Linked DNA regions of Mus musculus: region 2 is linked to region 1. The links are chromatin contacts, called in public promoter capture Hi-C maps. All regions are on one chromosome and are shown on one strand. The core of a region is the stretch at or near the end of the contact, and the rest is flanking DNA. Distances in the headings are between cores, read along the strand shown.

Region 1 (6,058 bases), core at 1,382-3,881:
TTCCTGAGGGTCATACACAAGGAGCTGAGCTGCCTTGAAGTACAGAGGGCCGTAGGGATGCAGTTTATATGAATTTTCACCTTCTGCTGGGGAAAGCTTTTCAGTAATACACCTGCCTTTGAGTTATCCGTGCTCCTAAAATTTTTTACTCAAGCTCTGTTAAGTAAGCCTAATAAACACATGGGTTTGCCAAGTTGGACATGGTGGAATCAATACTGTCGTCTCTGCCACATTTGGGGTGAATAAATGTTTGTTCATGTCTCCTAGGAAAAGTGACACACCTTATCAATAAAGAAAGACTTTTTTCTCCCCCTAAGAACTCAAAGCTGTACATTCTGAAACCTTCCTGGAAAAATTAGAAACTGCATGGCCACCCAGGCTTTGTAGAACACAGACTTTGAGTCATTCAATGAAAAGCACTTACCACAACGAATCAGCTGAAAGAATGTAGGGTTTTTTGTTTGTTTGTTTGTTTGTTTGTTTGTTTTTGATTTTTCGTGACAGGGTTTCTCTGTATAGCCCTGACTGTCCTGGAACTCACTCTGTAGACCAGGCTGGCCTCAAACTCAGAAATCCGTCTGCCTCTGCCTCCCAAGTGCTGGGATTAAAGGTATGTGCCACCACTGCCCAGCAAGACTGTAGTTTTGAGCAACTAAATCAGGAACCATACTCATGAGTCTCTGATTAAAGGGGCAGAAATTGGTCTGCACAGCTAATTTTCAATCTGTATTTGGTTACAGAAGCAATTTAGTTCTTGTACCTGTGTGGGGGGTCTCTACAAGCATACCAGGGAAATATGAACCAGATGAGGTAAGAATGAAACTAGGTTCAACATAACTTAGTTTGCTGATGCTGGGCCAAACTTCTGTTGTCTCACACTACGCAGTTTATTTTAGCCATATTTAAGTACAGCACAAGCCAGGCAGTGATGTTACATGCCTTTAATCCCAGCACTTGGGAGGCTGAGGCAGGGAAATCTCCATGAGTTCAAAAACAGCCTGGTCTACAGATAAACTTCTAAGACAGCCAGGGCTACACAGAGAAACCCTGTCTCAAAATACCAGGAAAAGAAAAAAACAACAATTTGGAAAAAAAAAAAAAAAAAAAGTTCCCTGATGGCAATTAACTCAGTCCTGCCTGTTCAAAAGAGCTTAAGATGTGTTTACATTAAAACTCGTTCTTTCATCTTTCATAAATATGGATTCTGTTAACTTGGAAATAATGGTCAAGACAAGGGTCTAGGGAGAATGACTGAGGTAAACATAATGTCTGTGGCAGTCAGGATTGTCCTGGCCCTAAGACAACATAGAAATCACTTGGGCTGTTGTAAATGTAAGTAATATCTCTCATAAAGATGGGTTTTACGGACTAAGAAGCTACATTCAAGATCTACAAGGGAAAAGTCTGGGATAAACAATTTTCTGGGGAATTCAGGTGAAGCTTGGTCCTACAGATAGCAAAAAAAAAAAAAAAAAAAATCACCAGGTTGTAAACTACCTCCTTTCCCAGTCAGCATTCTGGGAGAAAACAGGCAAACACCTCCTTTTGTTGAAGAGACAAGCATGTGTAAGGAACCCCCCCCCCCCCATGCTGGGCCTCTGCTCAAGTCCCGGGATGAGCTGGCCAACACCCCAACATCTCAAGAGAAAACCACACCTGATGCAAACTGCAGGAGGTTTTATTATCAGCTAGCTGAGGACGAAGTCCCTCTGCTGTGCAAGTCAGGGGAGTTTGACCCCCCCCCCCAGAGAGCGGTGACAGTAGGGGGCTTTTAACAGCTAGCTGAGGAGTTGGGAGGAGAGTTGGGAGGAGTTGGGAAGAGTTCTTCTCATCCAGGTGTCCTTGGTGAAATTTACAAGGCAGGAGTGGGGAGTGAGTTCTTTCTGAATTTTTATCTCCGGGTCCTCGGCACAGGAAGGCAGGCATCTCTGGTTGTACAGTATAGAAACAAAAAGGCTTTTTGCTGGCTATAGAGAACAAAGAGCTTCTTTCTAGCTGTATTTTTAAAGGGAAAACAAGCTTGGGGAACGTCCAGGGGCTTTACCTTCCAGGGAGAAACGCTCTAAGTCGGGGTCTCACACATGCATGTTTCAGTTTCCTGGCTTCTCTAATGCTTCCCTGTGCACAAGACCTCTTACCTTCTACATTCCCGTGTGAGTGACAACTGCTTTGAAATACTATCCCCAGGGAAGGATATGGCCACTGATCTCTTGAATTCTCTGCAGCTAGGCTACATATAGGATGCAAAACAAGATTGGGCCCATTAACTTTCCATCATGAATGATAGAGGGGCTCCTAAAGCCAAACACCTCAAGGATGTATAGACAGCCAAGGGTACAAGCCAACACCCTGCCCCTCCCTGAGAATATATAACAGTTACTGGTGATGCAAGACATTTTATTTAACGATTTAGCCACTTATAAGTTGCCCATGCCCCTGTAAAGTAACCCCTCACTCATAATCCTGCAATTAACCTTTACTAAACTCACTGACTCACAAAGCTGGGCTTGAGTAGTGTCTTAAGCTATTATTGCTGCAAAGAAACTCCATGACCAAAAGAAACTTAGGGAGGACAGACTTTTATTTGACTCCCACGTCATCAGGAAGGAAGTCAGAGTCTGAACTCAAGGCAGGAACCTGAAAGCAGGAACTGAAACAAAGACAGTAGAGAAACACTGCTATTGGCTAGCTCCCAACGGTTTGCTCAGCCTGATTTTTTTATAGAACCAAGGACCACCTGTCCAGGGATGATACCACCCACAGTGGGCCGGGTTCTCTCACATCAATCATAAATCAAGAGAATGCCCCACAAGCTTGCCTTCAGGACAGTGGGATAGAGCCATTTTCTCAACTGAGGTTCCCTCTATCCGGATGATTCAAGCTGTGCCAAGGGGACAAAAATTAACCAGGACTGGTGGAATAGCTTCTTTGGTCTTTGTTGGAGCCCGTTTTGGGATGAATAGACATTTGTTTTCCCCAGACAGCGTTTACTCTGTAACTTCCTGCTACCCTTTGAGAGGTGGTCCAGGACTCTAATGTGTAATCTGGTGGGTTGCATCATCAGTTTCCTGTTTTCTATCTCTGGGAATCAGGACTCAACAAAACACTTCTCACTAGCAGTCCCTGGAGGTTGCCATCAGCGGAGACAGAAGTCACCTGGGTGAGGATAGTGTGAACAGGTGGAAGGTGTCACAGTTCTGTCCTTAGACTAGGGGCCTGGTCTGAACAGGAGGGGAGATGAAGCGTCAAGAGTCAACATGTCTTGCTGTCTGCATGGCCCAGAGGTGTGGGGTCCCAGCTGCATGTGAAGTCTGTTATGCCCCTCATGACAGTCTATGGCCTCTTAAACCACAAGCTGAGTAACTGTCCTTTTCTCAGGTTGCTTTTGCCATAGCAACAAGAAAGGTTAAAAAATAGAGCTGATAGTTTATGCGTGTTCTCCAGACTCTAGAGTCTTGAGAGGTCTGTGTTCAAGCCCTATGCTCATTTTTCGATTGAGTTTTCATTGTTGAGGGTTTTTTTTTTCCATTTTTTATTAGGTATTTAGCTCATTTACATTTCCAATGCTATACCAAAAGTCCCCCATACCCACCCACCCCCACTCCCCTACCCACCCACTCCCCCTTTTTGGCCCTGGCGTTCCCCTGTTCTGGGGCATATAAAGTTTGCAAGTCCGATGGGCCTCTCTTTCCAGTGATGGCTGACTAGGCCATCTTTTGATACATATGCAGCTAGAGTCAAGAGCTCCGGGGTACTGGTTAGTTCATAATGTTGTTCCACCTATAGGGTTGCAGATCCCTTTAGCTCCTTGGGTACTTTCTCTAGCTCGTTGAGGGTTCTTTGTTTTTGTTTGCTTTGAGGTAAGATCTCACTAGGTAGTTTAGGCTGGCCTTGAACCACTTATGCAACCCACTCTGGCCTCAAACTTAGGATCCTTCTGCCCAGACCACCTCTTTGAAAAAAGTAGTTATGCCCATAGTGCAAATGGCTGCTCATTCAACCAACTGTCCAAGTCAAATAAACATTAAACGTAAATGTGTCTGTGGGGTGGGTAAGTGTGTTTGCATGTTAGTATGTGTATGATTGGCCTGGGACTCTCTACCTCTGCCACTCAAATGCTAGAATTAAAATTAAAGATAGGTGTCATTATGCCCAGCCCTCCACCTTACTTGTTTTATTTTTGAGACTGCATCTCTTGCTGAACCTGGATCATACCAACTAACTAGGCTGGCTGCCCAGAAAGTCCTAGTGATCCTCCTGTCTCTAGGGTGACATGTGCTACCACACCCAGCTTTTTATGTGAGATCTTAATCTAACTCAGCTCCTCATGCTAGCACGGCAAGTACATACTGACTCAGCCATCTCCCCACCCCTAAAAACTGACTCTTGAAAATTATCTGGAAGTTACTATCCCCAAAGGGGCTAGCAGCCCCATATCTTCTTGTCAGAGACCAATAAGCCATCCTAAAAACAAAATCTCTGCGCAGCACTGTATGGTTTAGGCAAGAGCAAAACCCTCTGCCCCGGGGCTGCCATTTGGTGTCTGAACCATTGCCCTGGGATCTTTCCGTACACTATGACCCACAGTGGGCAGCCAGCTGCCTGGGAGGAGTGCTGGCAGGCAGCTATCCCACTTCCTCTACACCCATCATGGGACAGAAAGAGCTGGGTCCTGTGGGCGGGAAGAATTTGAGAGGGAGGGGGAGATGGGCAGAGAGGGAGGCCCTTTTAGGGGCCTGAAAAACACTGAAAAAACACAGTCTTCTTCCAGCAGATTCGTTTGGAGGCACTGTTGAGCACCGGCCTTGGCCCTGATTCAGGGCTATTGCTCAATACTAACAGAGAACAGCAAGACAGCAAAGGCCACAGTTCTGCCGGGAAATTTTTTCTGTCTGTTTCTTTTCTCCTTTCCTTTATTCTACAACTACCCTAGCCCCCACACCCTTCTGTCCACGCCTGGGCATCGCTGGGATGACTCCTAAGGTAGCTAACAGCTACCTCAGAGAGAAGAGAAGAGGGAGCGGATGGGTCTCTCAGAGGCTGGAGAGCTGGAGCTTGTGAAGTGCAGGCAGAGATGACTACTGCTCTGCCTACCTGGTCTGTGTGTCCCTGCTGGTGAGGAAGTTGAAGTTTTGCTTCTTCTGGAAACCCCACTCACTTGGCCTCGGGCTGCTGTAATGTGTAGCCTTCCCTCCCTCTCCTGGGCAGTCTGTCACCAGCAGCAACCCCAGGGCTCTTCTCAGAGAACACCACTCTGGCAAACTCGAGATTCCTAGCTTCACAGCAGAAAAGAATTTCAGAACTAGACACTGTAAAGGACGGTTCAGGTTTATTAAAAGAGGTGTGTGTGTGTGTGTGTGTGTGTGTGTGTGTGTGTGTGTGTGTTTTGAAAGAGGGTTTCTCTGTGAAGCTCTGGCTGTCCTGGTCTCTGTAGTCCATGCTGGCCTTAAACTCAGAGATCTGTCTACCTCTGCCTCCCTAATACTGGGATTAAAGGTACTCATTGTTCCACCACTGCCTGGAGAGAGATTTTTTTAAAAATATGTTTTAAATACACAAGTGTTAAAAGAAAATGAGAAAAGCTAGAGAAGACACAGCAGAGAGCACAGGGTGGCTTATCTAAGAGACACAGCCTGCTGTCTTTACAATAGCCACGTATAGCATTTAGGTTGGTTCTAAATGTCTTCTCTTGAAAGGGTTTCTAAGAAAACCAAATGAACCCACAGGGTGGTCCTGAGGTGCACAGATAAGGTTCCAATGGATAAGGTAACATTCTAGATCCCAGATACAGGAAGACAAAATGTCTTCACTGTAAACATAAGACTATGTCCAGGGAAAGAGAGGGGCTCTAGCTAAGGCCACAAATCTAGTTTACTGCTATTATAGCATAGAAAATCTGTATGTGAAAGAGATGCATCTTTGTGGCCACAACTTTCACAGCAGATGCTGTGCTGGGATGTCTGCTTCTCAGATGTTGAAAGGAGTGAAACAGACTGGAATGGTGTTCCTTTCTTTCCCTTCCTACAGCCCCAGAATTTCCCCTGGATTTCTAAATCAG
Region 2 (6,081 bases), core at 1,670-4,169, 66 kb after region 1:
GATGCACACAGGTGAGCTGAGGTCGTGGGACACTGAGGGGAGGTGGGGGATGAGTCTTGACACTCTGCAGGGACATGGGGGTCAGAAGCTGGCTTGGAACAAGGGGTGGTTTTGAGTTGGGAAGAAATTCAGGAAGCTTCTCACAAGTGGGCACTCAGAAAGGAACCCTGATTGTCTGGTCCAACTTGAGGTCTTGACTAAGGTAGAAACTGAAGGTCAGAGACAGCAGGCCACTCAATCCTAGGCCACAGCTAGAAACAGATGTAACTTCAGAATCTGAGACTGGTTCAGATTCAAGTCCCATATGCCTTCAGCCTCATCCTAGTGTCTGTGACTAACGGTAGCGAGCTGGGGGAGGGGAGGGTTGACAGGAGGCGGTGGTGTGGAAGGAAGGACGATGAGGCTTTTGGTGATCAGTAACTATAAATATATCTTTAATTTTTTTCCTCCCTACTGGCTGGGCCTGGCACCTTGTAGGTATTCAGTAACCTTCTGAGGGCTGGCTGTACCCAGACATAGCTTCCACCAGCACCAGTGGCTCTGGGTTGTCCCTAGGGAAAGCTTCTGTAAAGAGATTCCACCTCCCCTCCCCTGGCTCCTGTGACATAAGGCAGGTTCTTTAACTTCTCTGAGGCCATCCCCTTCCAGTGGCCCAGCAGGGCTCCCTGTGCTGCTGAGAGGAAGCCCAGAGCTTGGAAGTTCACAGAGTCTAGATGCACAAATGACAAGATATTTTTGGTTAGTAATTGCACGTCAATGGTCAATGCTCTTAGGGTGGCAACCACACACTTGTCCTTGGAGGCCTCAAGGGCTCCTAGGATGAGGCCTCTTCCCCGGGAACCTTCCCCTTTGCTGACACATCCTCTTTGTCTCTCACTAATTCCATTGACAGAATTTATCTTTGCCCTGGCTTTTAAACACTCGGAAGGCAAAGGCCCTGTCCTGGACTCTTTTTGTGTCGTCTTTTCCTCCTTCCCCTAGATGGTGACCAGAGCAAGGAACAGGAAAAGAGCATTTGCTTCAGGCTTAGGTGAAGGGCTCAAGTCAACACAAATATGTTGATATCTGCTTTGGCCAGACCCTAAGCTGGGCTGGATTGGGTGGAGGAACATAGCCCAAGGGTTGGTCCTTGCTCAGGAGAAGCCTGGTAAATATCACCCTATAGTGAGGGAAGGACGTAGAAGACCTGGGCTGAGAGATTCTGTCAGATGAAAAGGATGCTATGGAGAGCTGTCTAGGTTCTCCATGGAGAAGATGCCAACCATGGGCAAAGACGTGGATTCCACTCACCAAGTCTTTGTTCCTATAAGCTGAGATAGGAGCATCTTGTCTTTCTTTAGAATACTTTATTACGTGTGTATGTTCATTTGTGGATTTCTACACACTCATGCAGGTGCCCACAGAGGCCAAAAGAGGGAAGAAGAGGGCATAGGATTCCCCTGTAGCTGGAGTCAGAGTTTTGAATTGCCTGATATGGGTGCTGGGAACCACACGTGGGTCCTCTGTAAGTGCAATGCATACCCTTTCTGGCTGAGCCATCTCCAGCCTAACTCTTTTTCTGTGTTGTGTTGTGTTGTGTTGTTTGGGGGGGGGGGTTCTTTTGTTGTTGCAGGGTTTTATTTTGGTTTGTTTTTTTGGCTTTTTGAGACAGAGTTTTTCTGTGTAACAGTCCTAGCTGTCCTGGAACTCACATTGTAGAGCAGGCTGGCCTTGAACTCAGAGATCTTGCCTGTCTTTGCCTCCAGAATGCTGGGATTAAAGGTGTGTGCCACCACACCCTGGCTTTTCTGTTTTGAAAAGAGCCACTATTAGTTGGTGAAGATGGGTCCTAGGCAAGTCAAGGTTCTGGCAGTAGAGGTCCTTTAAAGCAGGTCTCCCATTCTCCTACCATTTACCATACTGGAATTCCATAAGCCAAGCGTGTGGTCGTAGTCACTGAGGGAGCTGAGGAGAAAGTATTAGTTCAGCCCAGAAGCTGGAGACCAATCTAGGTGGTACATGACCAACACCCTCAGAGAAGAGGGGGCTAAGGGAAAGGAGAGAGGGAGGCTGGGGTTCCAGCCTGGAGAATTTCTTCGTTTCACGTGGTCCTTAGCAGTTCAGAAGGGGCGGCTGTTGTGTAGATGGATGAGTGAAATGTGTTCTTACAAGCCCAGGGAGCACTGTAGACGCTGCCTGTGGGAGCTGGTCTAGCAGTACTCAAGGAGAGGTTGACTATGGGCTCTACTTATTGGATCCTGATCTGAGGCTGAACTTCATTCAGGTCAGTGGTTAGAGCCAGGATAAAAGGAGGGCATAGGAACTGAGGGACAGGTGACTAAGCTTTTTACAAATCTTTTTTTAAGTACCTGGGACAGACAGGTGCTAGCGAAGTTGGCAGAGACGTCTCCTGTGCTTAGGATGGCTTGAAAGGCAGGGACGAACAGAGTATTCAGAGATGCAAGAGGAGGGACCTGGAAGTAGAGCTGGTAAGATTGGGCCAAGGTAGCGCTCTCTTAGCTTAAACTGCTCAACGAATGATAACTTGTTCAGGGTCTGCCCCGCCCCCTTCCCAGAAGCCCAGTGTCAATCAGGGATTGATGCCATCTAAGAGCTCCAGAGACCGGTAACAGGGCTAGAAGTCTGAATGAGGGTACAGGAGCTGTTTGTCCACTTTGAGTGACAATCTGAGCGAGAAACAGAGCTGAGACCACCCCCGAGAGCCATTGTAGGTTCTCAAACAAGGGTGGACCAAAAGTGCAAGGCAGAAAGTGATAGGGAAAGGCGGAGGCCAGCTCTGGATGCAAGATGATGGAACCAGTCCCGTTCACTCTGGCGGGTCATTGTCCCCAGGCAGCAAGAGGGACAGGGCTGGGCCGGCAAAGGGGCGGGACCGGGCACGTGGCCTGGGGCCCGCCTCTCAGACACGTGACCCGCCCAGGGCAGGGGAAGGGCTCCGGTGGGGCGGAGCCGCAAACCCAGGGCGGCCAGCGGGACAGACTGGCGGTGGAGCGATTGACAGGCGGCAGGGCAGCTCTGGGGCCCCCGGCAGAGTTGGCGGCGCGCGAGGACGCGGCTACGGCGGAGACGCTGGGATGTGGAGCGGGTAGGTCCCTGCACGCCGGTGGCTCTGCGCTCCGTCTGGGCCGTGCTGGCCTCCTGGGATGGGTGAACAGGGGCTCACTGCTGTTGTTTGCACCCCACTTGGGAGATAATCTGTACTCTCAGCCCTGCCTGCAGCAGCGAGGTGCATTGTAGCATGAGGACACACTGCAGCCCGAGAGCTGAAAGGACCTTGGCAGGACCGATCTGAGTTGCCCCAGGGTGAGAAGGGTGACCCCCTCCAACTCCTAGCTCCAGTGGAGTGCATGAGAGAAGTGGTAGTGGGGGTGGTGCATAGTAGTATGCATACCTCAAAAGTAAATCTGGGGCACGTATTTAAAGGAGAGCACACCCATGAACTCTGGAGAAGCAGTGCAGTTGAGAAAGCTAGCTGTGTCTCTCCAAGGTCCATCCCTAGCTAGTTGACTAGAACCTTCTGATTCAAGATGTGAGGTGGGTGGTACCTTCCCACAGTCTGGAGGGAGATAGGCACAGACCCTGAGTCCTGGGTGAACCCCTTTCCCACCCCTCATCCTCACTTCCATCTGTTAGGGCCATCGGTTCTTGAAGCTGACTCCTGTTCTTGGCCAGTCTAATAGGAGGAGACCTTGCTCCCTGTTCACATAGGTTGATGTTCTTTCTTGTCTAAATAGACAAACGCCTCCTCCTTCCAGGACTGCAAAGACTAGGTCTTGCGGTTGTTCCTGCTAAGGACTGTTTCAGGATAGGCAGAGGATAGGCGGAAGGAGGAGAGCCCTGGGGAGGGGAACAGGTGAGATCTATTTACTCTCACGGACCCCAGCTGATTGGAGTCGAAATGCTAGGGGAACCATGCAGCTTCGACACGGCCAGGGCACTAGAACTGAGCTCCTGTGGGGTGTGGGCTGGCTTGATCTTTTAGAGGGAGCAGAAGTCAGCCTGTGTTTCTTGGAGAGTTGCTCCAGGGAAGGAGGCTAGCTAGGCTTGGGAAGTGTTTTGGGTGGGTTCCTGGTGCCTGCCTCTGGTGGAGGCAATTGTGCTTGGAGGAATGCATGTGCCTGGGGCTGTGTGTTTGAGGAGCAGCCTGGTCTGAAGGAAGCTGTGAGCCTTTCTGCTGGGTGGACCGAGACAATTGCTGTATGGCCCTCAGGGTAACAACACCCCCTTCTCTGGGTTGGAGCCAGCTTGAGCACTTTGGGGGAGGAGGAGGGTCAGAGGAGATGTCAGGTGTCCTGTCTCTCTCTGTATTCCCAGGTCTCTCACTGAACCTGGAACTTGTTGAGCCAAGCTGGTGGCGAGTATATGCCAGTGATTCTCACGGTGCTGTGTCCCCTCGCAGTGCTGAGCTTGCTGGTGCATATGATGACCACACTGGGATCTGAACTTGGGTCCTCAGGCTTACACAGAGAGCCTTCTTACCCACTGAGCCGTCTTCCCAGCCCTTGGACATAGGGATCCGAGTCTGAGTGTCTAGAATGTTCTGGGGACTTAGGGGCCTTGGAGCACTCCACTCCCTGCAGAAGGTGAGAGGGACCATGCTCCGGGTCATGTCAGCTCTAAGAGGTATATCCTAGGAGGTATGTATCCTAGCCCAGGAAAGCTTGGAGCCCGGCCATTCTGGGGTTTCTGGAGGTTGGCTTCCTACTGTAAATTGAACTGAGCTATGGTGTTTTGTTTATGGCAGAGTCCTAAATGGCGATAAGCAGAAGTGACTGGGCCCTGTAGGAGCCAGGAGTAGAGATCCTTCTGAGGGTAAACCTTGAACTCTGAATTAATGGCAACACGAGTCTGATTTTTGGAGTAGGGGAAGTGGGTACAGGGTCTCATGTAGCCTAGGTTGGCCTCAAACTCCCCATTTAGCCAAGGATGAGTCCCTCTCTCCATCTCCCAAGTACTGGCACGACAGGCATGTGCCACAATGCCTGGCTTAGGAGTGCTGAGAATGGAATCTAGAGCTTTGTGCTCTGCGCAAGGACTCGGGCAGCGGGGCTGTGTAACCAACCTTAGCGTCATTTTGGTTTGCTTTATTTTGGACACAGGTTCTTACCATATAGATTAGGCTGACCTGGAATTCTTTTTTTTTTTTTTTTTAAAGATTTATTTATTTATTATATGTAAGTACACTGTAGCTATCTTCAGACACTCCAGAAGAGGGAGTCAGATCTCATTACAGATGGTTGTGAGCCACCATGTGGTTGCTGGGATTTGAACTCTGGACCTTCAGAAGAGCAGTCGGGTGCTCTTAACCACTAAGCCATCTCGCCAGCCCCTGGAATTCTTTTTAAAGAAATTTTTATTAGTATGGTGTGTGTGTGTGTGTGTGTGTGTGTGTGTGTAAGTTGAGGGGAGAGAGCACATGTGTCATCACACACATGTTGAAGTCAGAGGACAACTTTGTGCAGTTGGTACTCTCCTACTACTTTTTATGTGGGTTTTAGGGATCAAAATGAGGCCCCCGAGCTTATACAGCAAACCCCTTTCCTCGCTTAGCCATCTCACTGGTCCTCACCTAGAATTTTTAATCCTCTTGGCTTAGCCTCCTGGATGCTGCACTGCTATGCCTAGCTATCTAACCTCACTTTCAGGGGCTCCACTGCCCCAAACAGACAGACAGACAGACTGGGCTTCCCCTCCACCATTTCTTACAGTTTCATAGGCCTGTGGTCTTGGGGGCCAAGCCCACTCTAGGTGATGGAGTGAGGATGATATTTTGAGAATTCTGAACCTAACACAGTCCTGGGAACATTATGGTTCGTTGGCAGAGTCCAGAGACTGAGTTCTGCACTGGTTCTGTCCCACTGGGCAGCCACACGACATTGGTGTGACCAGCTGGTCTCAGTTTCTCCACTTCCTGGATAGGACAAATCATACATATCTCTAGGGAGACCCAAATTCTAATGGAGATCACCCTGCCTCCCAGGAGTTAAAGGCCATGCCTTTACCCCTGGCCAGCGACTAGGGAGTTCCACAGTTGCAGGTGTCTGGGCTCTGCAGTCTTGAGCAAGTCACTTACCTGTTTTG

The links. Promoter capture Hi-C pulls out the DNA fragments that hold promoters and counts their contacts.
Region 2: a promoter capture Hi-C map of macrophages shows a contact between it and region 1, with 5 read pairs. A contact is called at or near these places in 1 of 39 promoter capture datasets (macrophages), 1 of 484 Hi-C or Micro-C datasets (uterus), 8 of 130 datasets of targeted methods (embryonic fibroblasts, embryonic stem cells, extraembryonic endoderm stem cells and 5 more) and 3 of 9 other capture datasets (adipose tissue, liver and pancreatic islet).

Annotation. Positions count from the first base shown.
Region 1 is chr19:9,949,935-9,955,992 of GRCm38.p6, forward strand. No RefSeq gene overlaps it. Among named protein-coding and RNA genes, the nearest start is that of Gm36913, 5.3 kb to the left of the region's middle.
Region 2 is chr19:10,015,275-10,021,355 of GRCm38.p6, forward strand. It overlaps Rab3il1 (RAB3A interacting protein (rabin3)-like 1), which reads left to right and starts at 2,920. Exons shown (of 10, transcript NM_144538.3): 1 at 2,920-3,085. The coding sequence starts at 3,075.